Linked DNA regions of Sus scrofa: regions 2, 3 and 4 are each linked to region 1. A link is a contact called in public Hi-C, HiChIP or PLAC-seq and promoter capture Hi-C data. All regions are on one chromosome and are shown on one strand. Each heading gives the region's core, a stretch centred on a gene start, on an enhancer-like site or on the middle of the called end of the contact. The rest is flanking DNA. Distances are from core to core; before and after follow the strand shown. Region 1 holds the start of OVCA2 (esterase OVCA2). Region 2 overlaps SMG6 (telomerase-binding protein EST1A). Region 3 overlaps SMG6 (telomerase-binding protein EST1A). Region 4 holds the start of SMYD4 (SET and MYND domain-containing protein 4).

Region 1 (3,104 bases), core at 387-2,886:
TAAACTGTTGCACCACCAGGGAACTCCCAGACTTAAAAAAAATAAAACAGGCTTTCCTGTATCAGGAAAAAAGATGCTCAAAATCCAATCACCACTTTATTGTGTGGCAGTCACAGTGCTTGCCAGTCTCTGCCTTTCCTGGGCCACCCTCTACTCATCCAGGGCTCCACTGACCTTTTTCATGTTTGAATATCAGATGCTGAGGTCAAAGTCCATTAGGGTCTCCTAAGCCCCTTCTCGAGTGCAGAGCTGGACTTGTATAATTTGATACTTGTCTCTTGATTAGTGATGGTGAGGAGCACTAACAGCAGTGGAGGCCCCAGGTAGGGGACAGTGGGGGAGGGCAGAGATGATAAAGGCTGCACCAAGGTCATGTGTCCCCACTGGGGGTGGGGGTGGAGAGGGTATGCAGAGCCAAAGGTTTTGTTGATCTTTACTCTGAGAACTGGTCCAAGAACTTGAGGTAGGCCTGGCGCTGAGGTGCTGCGGCTGGAATGAAGTGGCCCCCCGAGTGGGTGAGGGTGATAGCTCCAGCGAACCGGCTACACAGCTGCATGCTCTCCTGAGAGGGGATGACGCGGTCGGTGTCCCCAAAAACATGGAGCGAAGGCAATGACAAGGGGCCCTGCAGGATGGGTTCCTTGAGGCCAAGACCCCGGGGACAGAAGCCAGACACCAGGATGATAAACCGGGGCAAAGGGAAGCGGGGATCTCCAGCTTGTCCAAGAGCACACACAAGGGCTGCTAGCGCGGCCCCCTGGCTGAAACCAAGGATCCCATCAAAAGGCCCCAGTTTCTTCAGTGCCTGTGCCACCGTTCCCAGGGCTTCCTCCAGACCTCGGCACACGGTGGGCTCTTCCAGAGCTGAGAAAACGTCAGCCTCCTGTTCTGAAAACCACCAACCTCGAGGCTGCTCCTCCGCAGGGCAGGGCCCTAAAGGGGAGAGAACAGAGTTAGGGCAGGGGGGGAATCCTGGGGAAAGATATGAGGAAGGGAGTGAGGGAGGGTTTGGGAATGAGAGGGAAAGAGAGGCGGCTCAGGTAGAGAAAAAAGTCTGGAGATAATGAGGCGGGGAGCTGACTGAGCCGGAGGGGAGACAGAGGTCACACTGGGAGGGCCAGGCTGGAGTGTGAGGAGGCGCTGGAATGCGAGAGGTGGGCAAAGAGAAGTGGGAATGGGGCAGGACTGAGGAGGGGAGGGACAGGGTGGCGGTATGCGGACAGGTTTTACAGGGACAAGGCAAGACAGAGATGACTCGGGACGCATTTCCGGGCGGGGACCTGCTCACCGGCGTCTAGCCCGGCGCCCTCGGAGCTCGCTGTGTCCAAGACCGGGTGCGGGCCGCTGAGGCACACGAGCTCGGCGCGGCCCCGCAGCGCTTTCCGCAACGCTCCGGTCTTCTCGCGGAAGCCCCGCTCGCTCTGCCGGAAGCCCGCCAAGCACAGGACCCGCAAAGGCGACCGCGCGGCCATAATGCGCGGCAGGCGCCAGAGGGGCCGGAAACGGCCTTTCCCCGAGCGGAAGTCGAACACGAAGGGCGGGACCCAACGCCTGCACCACCCAGGAGGTGGGCCTCAGAGGGAGAGGTTGTTGGCATGGCAACCGGGAAGAGGGTGTGGCGCGGCCAGAGCTGGGGTGGGTACCTGGGGCCAAGGAGCGTCTCAGGGAGCGAGCGGCGCCACCTTCTCGTCCCTGCAGCTGCAAGCATCGCAAGCCCCGGCTGGAGAGGGGCGCGCGGACCCCTCCTGCACCTGAGGTCGTAGACTTTGGTCAGGGTCCCGCTGGTGAGCCGTCCCCCAGCCCGCTGCGGTGCATTTTCCGTAGCGGCCGCAGGGTGGCGGCTTCGCCTCACGTCTCCAGGGAGGCGGTCAATGCCTGGCCACGCCCAGGCCTCTCCGCCCTGCGTGGGATCCCTTCCTACCTCTTCCAGCGCCAGCCGGCCCGCGGCTTGGAGTGGCCGCTCCCGCCCGTGGTTCACCGTCCATGGCCCCAAGGAGCTGCCAGCGTAGAAGTCCATGGGGTAGGGTTGCTGCCAGGAAATGTCCCTCAGGGCCACTGCCGCCTTGGAGAGGAAAACGGGACAGTAACATTTGCCAACATCTTTCTATGCAGGATTATTTAATTCAATCTTTAGGGTGGACTTGCAAGGCCGTATTATCCCCATAGCACAGAAAGGAAACGTAAGGTTCAGAGAGGGGAAGGGCCTTACCATACAGCTAGGAAGTGGCTCAGCTGTAACCAAGTGCTGCCCACCCACCCCACCCCACTGGGATCCCTCCCTCCCTCGACAGAACCAAGTACAAAGTCCACCCTCTCCCAGGGATTTTCAAAACTTAAAGTTACCTCATAGGGTGTGAGCAGCGGCTTGGGGAAAGCTGTGCCCCAGTCAATGGAGAGGCGTGGACATGCCACCTGCACCCACCTGGGAAGGGAAATCAGGTCAGATCCACAGAGGGGGGACACCCCTTTCCCGGGCAGCATGCTCAAGAACATGACTGTATCCCCAAAACATCCAGTGAATGCTTAACATTAATTCTAAAGAAAAGACTGTCCCTGCTGTTTAGAGTTCCTTTCATGGCTCAGTGGTTAACGAACCCAACTGCATGAGGACTCAGGTTCGATTCCTGGTCTGGCCTCAGTAGATTAACGATCTGGCATCGCCCTGAGCTGCAGATGCTGCGTGGATCCCATGCTGCTGTGGCTGTGATTAGGCCAGCAGCTACAGCTCCAATTCCATCCCTAGCCTGGGGACTTCCATATGTCGCAGATACAGCCCTAAAAAGACTTAAAAAAAAAAAAACAAAACAAACAAACAAAAAAAAACCCACACAACAGTGTTGCTTGCTTTCTTCTGCTTCCTCCACTGACCATGAGCTTTCTAAAGGAAGGGCTTGGGCAGTTTATTTGTAATAGTATCCCCAGAATCAAACTCCAGTGATTCCACCTGAAGAGTGCAGGTGCTAACCACCCCTCAGAGACTCATCTTGTGACTGATGCTGCCATTGCCTGTGAGCTCCCAAGCCAGACAAAGTAGGCATGACCCATAGCCAAAGGCAGCCCCTGCTGGACGAGTGCTCTTTCATGACCACGGAAGCAATCCCCCC
Region 2 (3,104 bases), core at 307-2,806, 200 kb before region 1:
TCATGTAATTTTCCCCGTCCCCGGGCTTTTTAGTAGTTATCTGGTCTCCGGCAGAGTGAGAACCTTGTGTGCTGAGGTTTAGGAATCATCTGCCTGGAATTTTGCATGCTCCCTTGCCTGAATTTCTTATACCCATATTCCCATGGTGGGGTTTTTTTCTTCAAGGCTCTATGGTAAGTTGAGAGTGATGACTTTTTTTCTGACCCTGAGTACATGGCTCTACAAGGCTGGATAGTAAATGAATATGTTTTTTTCTTGCTTTTAATTAAGGATCCAGCAAAGCAAGCATTGGCCAGCAAAGGAGCTCAGCTTCACTGTGGAAAACCCAGGTCAGGTGGCCTGTAGCACAGAGCTTTCACATGCTCAACTTGTTACATTTGCTTAAAGACTTTTTTAAAGTGTGGTATGCAGGTGGCATTTTCTTCAGACCCATCCTTTGTTTTGCTTTTCAATGCCCCTTGCATAGTTTATGCACCGGAGCTACTGTTGCTGCTGCTGCCACCACCACCTTGCTGAGGAACGTTGCGATGTGTAGGTGGTACATGTCTAATGCCTCCACCTTCCCCTCACTCCCCCCCACCCCCTGCCCATGAACACAACTATAAATGAGAGCATGGCTTTAGAAAGCCTGCTTGCTTAGGCAAGACGCCTTGCCTTGTATTAGAGTGAGTTCCAATTCTTAGACTTATGTCATGATCCTTCAAGTTGGCAATTCCAGCTAGTGCCCCTTAGAAGCTCAAAATAGCTCTCAGCCTGATTTCCTCTGGGTAGTGTAAGCAGCGAGTTAATTTACAATGATAGAGTAGAATTGAGTCCTTGTGCCAGTAGGTAAATGTTTTGTGCATGGTAACTCAGTTATTTTATTGCCCCCATAATTATATCATCATAACAGAGAAAGTTAGCTTAATATTTTGGCCTCATGAATACAAAGATTTCATATCCGTACAGTGGGTATCATGTAGTTTTTCAGGGTTGCTATGGGCATTATATTAACTTCATGTCATTGATATATATAGCCTTTTACTTTTGTACCTCATGTCATGCTCTTCCACCCTGGCAGCTATTTGAAAATTCCTCTATGAACTAAGAAGTGGCAACATGTGGTGACCGGAGTTCTTACAAGCCTCTTTTTACAGGAAGAGGCTACACATTGGTTCTCTTTTTCTAGGCCATAAGAAACAGCTTGGTGAGATTACTCTCAGAGTCAGATCCAGGACTGGATCTTTGAGCTATTGATACTGTGAGCTTGCTGTGAGGAACAGCCCCTAACAGGCGAGGACTGGGCCACCTGCCTGGATCACTGCTGGACTCTTGGGCTGATGTCTGACTTTGTCTCTTTGTGGTTGGCAGCGAGTGGAAGTTTCTCAAAGTACATTGGCCCTACCTGCAAACCCTTAACGCCCCGTATGACCTCGGTCACCAAACCACTTCAGGGCTTTATTTTTATCCTAGCCGTTTCGTTTCAAGATGTGAGGTTGGTTTCTTTCCTCTAGCAGAGCAAAGTTCTCTTGTGGGGGGTGGTGGAGGGGAGAGAAACAGAGTGCCAGGGTGCAGTTGAGGCTGGTTAGACACCAAAACCACACTCTTCGTCTTTCTGGGCTTGAGACGTGACATAAGCCATGCTGCAAACACCGGCTTCCACATGGTGAAGAAACTCCGTCAGATAGATCCTCGCTTCATTATCTTGTGTGTTTGTTTTGTTTATGTTTTTAGACAAGGAGGAAGAGGAGGGATACCTGCCCTTCTGCTTCAGGCAGAAATCTTATTGTAAGGCTGGACACTTTCTTAGAATCCAGTGTTTCCCAGCTTCAGGTTTTTCATCTTCCCCAAGGGTGTTGATGAGAACTCTCACAACTCACCAGGTCTCAGGAAACCGGATTACCAACATATCCTGTTCGCGTGCATGTGTATATTCTGTGTTACCCACAGGCCACTTTCCACCCCACGTGACCTTTAGTTACCATCCGGAAAGTCAGGACCCAGATACCAGTCAGATTTTCCAGGCCTTGGTTTGGTTTAGACATTTCAAAAAATGTTAACAGTAGTAATTTTAAAGAGACTTTCTGAGTGGCACGCATAGTGAATAGGAAGTTATATATCCTGAAGAGAAGGGGGAAGGCAGTGCCTGTGCTCTTTTCAATAACATGTTTGAACATGAACATTCAGAAGAAAACTTACTCCTGAAATGCACAGGGAAGAAGAGGAGATGTGAGAGCTGTTTAATTGATTTGAAATCATGTAAATACATGCCCCAGTTCTTGGGTTTCAAGACCAAATTCTGAAGCTCTTGTTGCATTCTTTAAAATTGTAATATTCAGGAGTTCCTATCTTGGCTCAGAGGTGATGAACCCGACTAGTATCTATGAGGACTTGGGTTTGATCCCTGGCCTTGCTTAGTGGGTCGGGGATCTGGCGTTGCTGTGGCTGTGGTGTAGGCCGGCAGCTGTAGCTTCGATTTGACCCCTAGCCTGGGAACTTCCATATGCTGTGGGTGTGGGCCCCCACCCCCAAAAAAAGACATAAAATTGTAATGTTCATTATTGGAATGGTTTATAACACTGCATTGCATTTTATTTTAATCAGCATCTCTCAATATAAACAGACTGTTATAAGTCAGATTATGCTGTAGAACAGGGTGGATATGAGACTGCCAGTGGCCTGTGAGCTAAGAACTGTTTATTACATTCTTATGTAAGGAGTTGCTTCAAAAGAACAGTATGTGACAGAGAGATGTATGTGGTCCACAAGGCCTAAACTGTTTACTGCCTGACCCTTTACAGAAGAAGTTGACCCACCACTGCTCTTGAAGCTGGGAGAGTGAAGGCAGTTAATCCAAAGGTTCTTCCTTTAGGATATTGATTGTTAATGAAGGTGTTACTGCCTTTTTGGGGGCTCACTTCATCCACTAGATACCAATAGTTGGCCCCCACACATACATGCCCAAGTACTTCCTAGGAGGGGAGGAATTGTTTGGATTGAGAACCACTGATCTTAGAGCCTACTGAAATTAAAAACAAGAAACACCTTATTAGGTTTTCTTCCTTCATTTCTTCTCAGAGAAACAGGCCCTTCATGGCGTAGAGATCAATCACTATGAGAGAGAA
Region 3 (3,104 bases), core at 437-2,936, 180 kb before region 1:
CTCTTCACCACAACGGGAACTCCAAGGTTGTTTAAATTTCTGAACTCCCTTGCAGCTTCGGGGATGATAATTGGCTTGAATGAGATGGGTTAGTATCATTCTGTTTCTACCAAAGTACTCTGTATGTGTGAAATTCCTCTTAGTTATGCATGAGTTAACCTGTTTATGATTGACAGCTGGAAAGAGGGACAATTGAGTTAAAAATAGAGAGGGAATTTTTTTTTTTTACTTTTTTATTTAAAATAATTTCCTCCCCGTGGAAAAGTTGTAAGAATAATATGAAGAACTCCGTATATCCTTCATCTGGATTCTCTAGTTAATATTTTACCACTCATTGGGAGAGAATGTTCGGCTGACAGTTGAGTGTTTACAGCATGCCAAGCCTGTGCTTTTACTTGCCTTATCTCATGCACCACTACCTTAACATATAGGTTCTCTTAACTCCATTGGGTGGAAAGAAAAACTTAGGGAGGTTAGATCAGTTGCCTGAGACCCCACGACAGGGACGTGGCAGAAGTTCGAGGGGTAAGTTTTTCAAACCACCTTCCTTTCCCTTCTAGCCCAGGCCTTGCCACTGACGTGGTGGAACCATCAGCCGTTTACTTTGCATCAGTTCCTCACCTTTCCCTTCTGTTCATGGAACCCAGCGTCGTCCACCCCCTTGACTCATCTCACTGTAGAGACAGGTTACCTTCCGTGAAGTATCCTGAGCTTACGAGCCACAGAAACCAATGTTTGATCTAGTATTGCTGATTCAATGTAATTCGTTTAAGCAAAAGTAAAGACTGAAGATTGTATGGTTAGTGGTCCGAGGCATTGGTGAGATGAGATGCCCGCCTTTCTCCACACCCGACTTCATATGAAATTAGTGAAACTGCCACAATTTGGTTGGTGTTCTGTTTTGCAAGAGTATAAGCCGGAAGAGTTTTTTCCTCCTGGGGAAGGCATCCAGGGTGCTGGACTGTTCCTTGCCCTAACCACTCCCTGGAGATCAGGATTCTTGATCCCTCTTCCTGTCTGGCTACAGAGCATATTGCTTCCAGGAGACCAGGGAAGATGACAGGGTTTGGTCTTTAGATTATTTCCACTCTTGGGAGTTGACATTTTTTTCCCCTGCCTTGTTTTGCTCAGAGGAATATCTTCCCTAAGTTGTGATAGAAATAGATTTTCTAGAACCTTGAACTGAGATTGCAAATTTGGTAGCTCATTGATGTGAGCCAGATGTGGCTGGCAAATGTGTGTTTTTGGCTTGCTTAATGTTTAAATTTTTTTCATTAGTAGCCAACATTTAAAACCCAGAGAATTTAACATAAAAACCCAGCGTTCAGCTTTTCTAAAAGGGGGAAAAAAAAAAGAGAGAGAGAAAGATTTGAACTTTAGTTTAAAAGCTGGAGAAGTACAATTTGATGAGCTAGTTAGCGGTGGGTTTCCTCCCCCTTGGTAACCAAAAGGGAGTTTTAGTTTTGGAGAAGGTAGAGAAACAGCTCATAAGTAAGATTAGGGACTTATCCAAGATCATTATCATCTCTGTCCTGTTCTTGTCAGTGTTTTATTTCCATCATTATGGGGCCACCTCCTAGATGGCAGAGAGTGCCTGGCATCTCCCTTTCTACCCAGCCTAGTTGGGTTCATTGCTTCGCTCCCTGCACGCAGTCACCACTGCCAGCAGAGGGTGCTGTTCACTCGCTGAGCCTGCTGTCATTTTGGCTCAGCTGAGCAACAGCTGTTGGGCATGGGCCCTGGGTCTGTGTGAGAGTTTGGGCATGTTCATTTGGTTCCCATCCCCAGTGCCCACCCCTTAGACCCTGGCCAGGTTATTGTGTCACTAGGGACTCTGTTCAGTAACAGGAAACTGGGGAAAGTTTAATTGTTTTCTCCTTTCTCTTTTTCCCATGCAGCTGAACAAAAGGTTCATCCTCAGTTTTCTCCATGCCCATGGGAAGCTGTTTACCCGGATTGGGTAAGTGTGCAGGATGTTTATTTTATTTTCCTACATTACAAGTCATTTTGGAATTTAATATTGTTAGCAACTAGACTGTGTTTGTAACTGAGGGCACAGGGTGTGAATTCTTAGGGGCCTCCACCTTCTCTCCTCTTCCCTTCCCTCACTCTCCTACTGTGCTCGTGACATTTGGGAACGATTACTCTCCAGCCTGCTGGCTCTTCTTTCTCTACCTTCACGAAAAAACCCCCTTTAACCACAGTCTTCCCCCAACCCCCACCCCAATCCCTCAGGGTTTCTCTTTCCTCTGCCTTCCGGCCCAGCCCCTAGTGAGCTCCTCGAGGAAGTCATGCTTAGTCCCTGGGTGCAGCTGCCAGGGGTCCTCCTTGGGGGAAAATTCTGTCCTCTAATTTTCCCTTAAAGAGAAGAGCAACACACTTTCTTCCTCCAGCGTTTTCTCTTCCTTCTGAACCATATACCCTTTCCTCTTAGGCTCTGTTTCCTACACCATGTTGCTGCTCTCAGTAAATGCCAAGACTTTTCTGTGGTCTCACTATCCACCATGGATTTCCATATAAATCTCAGGGAAGGTGGTGTGGGTGTGGGTGTGTGTGTGAGTGTGAGTGTGAGACCTTGTTACTTGAGCTGTCGAGTCCCTGGAAAGAGATCAAGTTTTGAGTATTCCTTTGGTGGATCAGAGTTTGTCCTCACTGCCTAAAGCCAGCGCCCCTGTGCTGGGAGCCTCGTTAGTCCAGGAGAGGAGTGGGTGACGATGCCCTCAGGTCTTCTGTGCATTTTAATATCTTCTGAGTTGGAGCTTTTATTGTGAGGTACCTTTGAGGTGATTTGTTTTGAATTATAGATCCCCCAGTGGTTGGCACTGTTTCAGTTTCTGTCATAACCGTGTAAGTTTATCTGTAATGCGCTAGAAGGTTTCCTCAGTGGGAGAACTGAAAGGCTTTGTCCTGCTTGAAAAAACGCTGTTTGTGGATGGTGAACTAGAAAGTATGCCTGTTACGTAGTCATTTGTCATCAGCCTGGGCAAGAGTGACCGGGATGACCATAGTCTTGATTTTGAAATGACTTGGGAAACTTGGCATAGTGCCAGTAGATGCATCTCTATTAGCAAAAATAAATGTGGAGTAATTTACCCAGGAAAGTA
Region 4 (3,104 bases), core at 204-2,703, 150 kb after region 1:
GTGTGGATGGAGAAAAGTAGATGGATTTAAGAGATACACATGGAGCAGAGTTCCCATTGTAGCTCAGTGGTAATGAACCTGACTAGTATCCATAAGGACTCAGGTTCCATCCCCGGCCCCACTCAGTGAGTTAAGGCTCCAATGTTGCTGTTAGCTGTGGTGTAGGTCACAGACGTGGCTCAGATCCTGCACTGCTGTGGCTGTGGTAGGGGCAACCCCTAGCCTGGGAACTTCCATGTGCTGCAGGTGCAGCCCTAAAAAGACAGACAGAAACACACAGACACACACACACACACACACACAGATATATATGGAGGTAAAACACACCAAACTTTGTGTGTGGAGAGAGATGGCACATCCAGGGTGATGGAGTTTGCCAGAAGAATGACTCCACAATTTCTGGCTCAAATAATTTAGTGAATAGTGGTTCCATTCACTCAGACAACAAACAGTAGAGGTCCAAATTTAGAGAGATAATGGATTCGCTTTGGCACAGTAGAATTTAAAATGTTTTTGCGATATTGGGTACAAAGGCAGATTATAGAGGCTTGTCTTTCAGAGTAAAGGGGGCTCCGGACAAAGAAATCTGTGAACAATTGACACACAGAAAGTAATTGGATTGTCTTGGGAGAAGAGGGCCTTGTGCAGAGCCTTAAGTCAACAAAATTTACTGAGACCTAGAAATAAGACAGGGAAAGACCAGCCAAGCTGAACCACAGAAACCAAAAGAAGGTATTACCAGAAGAAAGCAACCCTCAGTGGACAAACGCTGCTGAGAACCCTGAGTAAATTAAAATCTCAAAATTGTCTGTTGCATTTAACGTCCTGGAGGCACTGCTAACTTCAGCCAGGGTTACTTCTATAGTGATCAAAGGAGAGACAGGCGTCCGTTAAAGAGTTAATGGAAGGCAAGGAAATGAAATAACTGAAAACAGACAACTCTGGAAAAGTTTGGCTGCGGATAGGGGGAGGGGAGGAGACAGAGTGGCCAGGGAGGAGATGGGTGAAAATCAAGAGTTTATTTTGTTTTGCTTCCTTAAGCAGGAAACATATGAGCGTGTTTAAAAGACGACGATGGAGAAAATCCTTTGCAGCGTGATGATTACTGGGGGTCCCCCGGCGGTTCCTCCCCGGCCCCCCGCTACCTCCTCCTCCCGGGTTCTCTCCCGCTTCTCTACCCCGCACAGCCCCAGGGCCCACAGCCACCCCGGCCCGCCAGCATCTTCTCACCGCAATGGCCCCCTCGCTCAGGTGGCCCACCATGGTTCCGCCACGCCAACTCCCGCGCTCCGGTTCTCCCGCAGCCCTGGCTTCACTCCCGGCCCCGCGCGCTCCAAAGCGATTGGCCTGAGTTGCTGCTAGCACTGCTTCCGCCTCCTAACATGCGCACGGCACGGGGGCGGGTCTAAGGGCCGAGCAGCCACCGCATTGGCTGAGGCGCGGCGGGCAGCCCACGTGACCCACCAGAGCCCGGGTCCCGGGCCTAGTCGCTGGATGGTGGGGCCTTGGCGCGGGCCGCGGAGCCTCCGGGCGCGCGAAGCGTGACGCAGGAGTAGCGAGCGAAAGGCGCGAGAGAGACGCGTTTCAGGAGCTTTCCCAGTGGGCTCTCGGAAGCGTACCCCACACGGCCCTTACCCGGCGGACAAAGACTGGTAGCCCAGGGCAGTGGTAGCGCTCTTCCCAAATACCTCTGCTGTTAGTAGTTAAAGCAATGACCTGACTCCTTCAGCAACCCAGCGCTCAGCTCCCGCTCAGCTCCCGCAGGCGCCAGACCCTGGGCTTGGCACAGTGGAGGTTTCTCCGGGTAAATAAGACCTGGTCCCTATCCTCAGAGGAGAGCGCAGTCTTTCGAGGAACTTTCTGCTGTGAGTAGCCCTACCTCAAGGTAGAGTGGTTTGAGCCCCAGGAGAGACAGAGTAGGCTGCTAGCACAGGTGGGAAAATCAGGGAGAGCTTCCCAAAGGAGGCACCATTTGAACTGGGTTTTGAAGGGTGTGTGGAAACTTGCCAGGTGGACTTCAAGTGTGGTTAGGGATGCTCCTGGAAGAATAAATATAGCCTTGGCAAAAATTAGCGAGATGAACAGCGTGATAAGCTGGGGGCAGCTTTGAGTAGCTAGGACAGTAGGGTACAGAGGAAGTGAGACTTGAGCATTATGAAGGAAGCCTAGCGTCAGGTAATGAAGGGTTTATACTGGGGTCTCCTAAGAAAGTTTTGATGCATTTAAGGTGGAGGACTGTTATCTGTCTCATTGTGGACGATGGGTTGAATTTGGAATGGGGAATGGGCGTTCTAAGGGCATGGAGATTGGTTATGACACTCTGGAAAGAATGCCAGGCAGGAAATGGTGAGGGCTTGAACTAAATGAGTGACCTGGAGACTGAAAAGGAAAAACCGAACTGTGTAAAAGATAAGTTATTTGCTAACTTAATAGCTGCTGGGGAGGAGTTCCCGTGATGGCTCAGTGGTAACGACCCAACTAGTATCCATGAGGAAAGGGGTTTGATCCCTGGCCCACTCAGCTGCAGTGTAGGTTGCAGACTCCGTTGCTGTGGCTGTGGTGTAGGCCAGCAGTTACAGCTCCAGTTGGAGCCTTAACCTGGAAACTTCCATGTGCCTCAGGCGCAGCCCTACAAAACAAAAAGAAAAGAAAAAGAAAGCTGACTTTGTTCCAGGCATCAGGCTAGGCGATGGTTATACAATGATTAATCGTAGTAGTCACCATCCCTGACCTCTTAGACCTCCATCTACCCTTGATGGTCAAGTCAGAAAACTGAGACATGGCAGATTTTTTTTCTCACTTTACCCAGGACCTTTTTTTTTTTTTCTTCTTCACAGCTGCACCAGAGGCATATGGACGTTCCCAGGCCAGGGGTCAAATCAGAGCTGTAGCGCCAGCCTACACCACAGCCACAGCAACACTGGATCCTTAATCCACTGAATAAGGCCAGGGATCGAACCTGCATCCTCATGGATACTAGTCAGGTTCGTTACCACTGAGCCGTGACGAGAGCTCCCAGAGTCAGCTTTCGATAAACATTTTTGAATGAAGGAATGTGGAGTGAATTGGTTCAAGAGTCTATAGATCCTTTCTTGGCATGTAAA

Evidence for each region. Promoter capture Hi-C pulls out the DNA fragments that hold promoters and counts their contacts. Hi-C and Micro-C count contacts between places; a contact is called where the count stands out from the background. HiChIP or PLAC-seq counts read pairs in DNA pulled down with a chosen protein or histone mark.
Region 2: a contact with region 1 is called in an H3K27ac HiChIP or PLAC-seq map of alveolar macrophages. The contact joins the enhancer-like site here to the promoter of OVCA2 in region 1. A contact is called at or near these places in 6 of 47 Hi-C or Micro-C datasets (blood, embryonic fibroblasts, heart right ventricle and 2 more) and 2 of 2 datasets of contacts at active chromatin or transcription factors (alveolar macrophages and skeletal muscle).
Region 3: a contact with region 1 is called in a Hi-C map of mesenteric adipose tissue, with 2.0 times the contacts expected there. The contact joins the enhancer-like site here to the promoter of OVCA2 in region 1. A contact is called at or near these places in 2 of 5 promoter capture datasets (fetal skeletal muscle and liver), 33 of 47 Hi-C or Micro-C datasets (adipose tissue, alveolar macrophages, blood and 16 more) and 2 of 2 datasets of contacts at active chromatin or transcription factors (alveolar macrophages and skeletal muscle).
Region 4: a promoter capture Hi-C map of fetal skeletal muscle shows a contact between it and region 1, with 4 times the contacts expected there. The contact joins the promoter of SMYD4 here to the promoter of OVCA2 in region 1. A contact is called at or near these places in 3 of 5 promoter capture datasets (fetal liver, fetal skeletal muscle and liver) and 1 of 2 datasets of contacts at active chromatin or transcription factors (alveolar macrophages).

The regions. Positions count from the first base shown.
Region 1 is chr12:48,155,131-48,158,234 of Sscrofa11.1, reverse strand. OVCA2 (esterase OVCA2) reads right to left here and starts at 1,636. Exons shown (of 3, transcript XR_002337309.1): 1 at 1,289-1,636; 2 at 175-933. DPH1 (2-(3-amino-3-carboxypropyl)histidine synthase subunit 1) reads right to left here. Exons shown (of 13, transcript XM_021067606.1): 10 at 2,344-2,422; 11 at 1,922-2,062; 12 at 1,644-1,751; 13 at 799-933. The coding sequence ends at 1,662.
Region 2 is chr12:48,353,618-48,356,721 of Sscrofa11.1, reverse strand. The region is part of intron 8 of SMG6 (telomerase-binding protein EST1A); the gene reads left to right. Among named protein-coding and RNA genes, the nearest start is that of SRR, 32 kb to the left of the region's middle. Within about 2 kb of position 1,556, at least 13 of the 83 cell types and tissues checked have an H3K27ac peak or open chromatin away from gene starts, as enhancers often do. A contact at or near this core is called in liver, where this site is marked.
Region 3 is chr12:48,334,438-48,337,541 of Sscrofa11.1, reverse strand. It overlaps SMG6 (telomerase-binding protein EST1A), which reads left to right. Exons shown (of 19, transcript XM_021067586.1): 9 at 1,899-1,960. Among named protein-coding and RNA genes, the nearest start is that of SRR, 51 kb to the left of the region's middle. Within about 2 kb of position 1,686, at least 24 of the 83 cell types and tissues checked have an H3K27ac peak or open chromatin away from gene starts, as enhancers often do. A contact at or near this core is called in adipose tissue, fetal skeletal muscle, mesenteric adipose tissue and 2 more, where this site is marked.
Region 4 is chr12:48,007,955-48,011,058 of Sscrofa11.1, reverse strand. It overlaps SMYD4 (SET and MYND domain-containing protein 4), which reads left to right and starts at 1,453. Exons shown (of 11, transcript XM_021067577.1): 1 at 1,453-1,865. RPA1 (replication protein A 70 kDa DNA-binding subunit) reads right to left here and starts at 1,407. Exons shown (of 17, transcript XM_003131822.4): 1 at 1,231-1,407. The coding sequence starts at 1,263.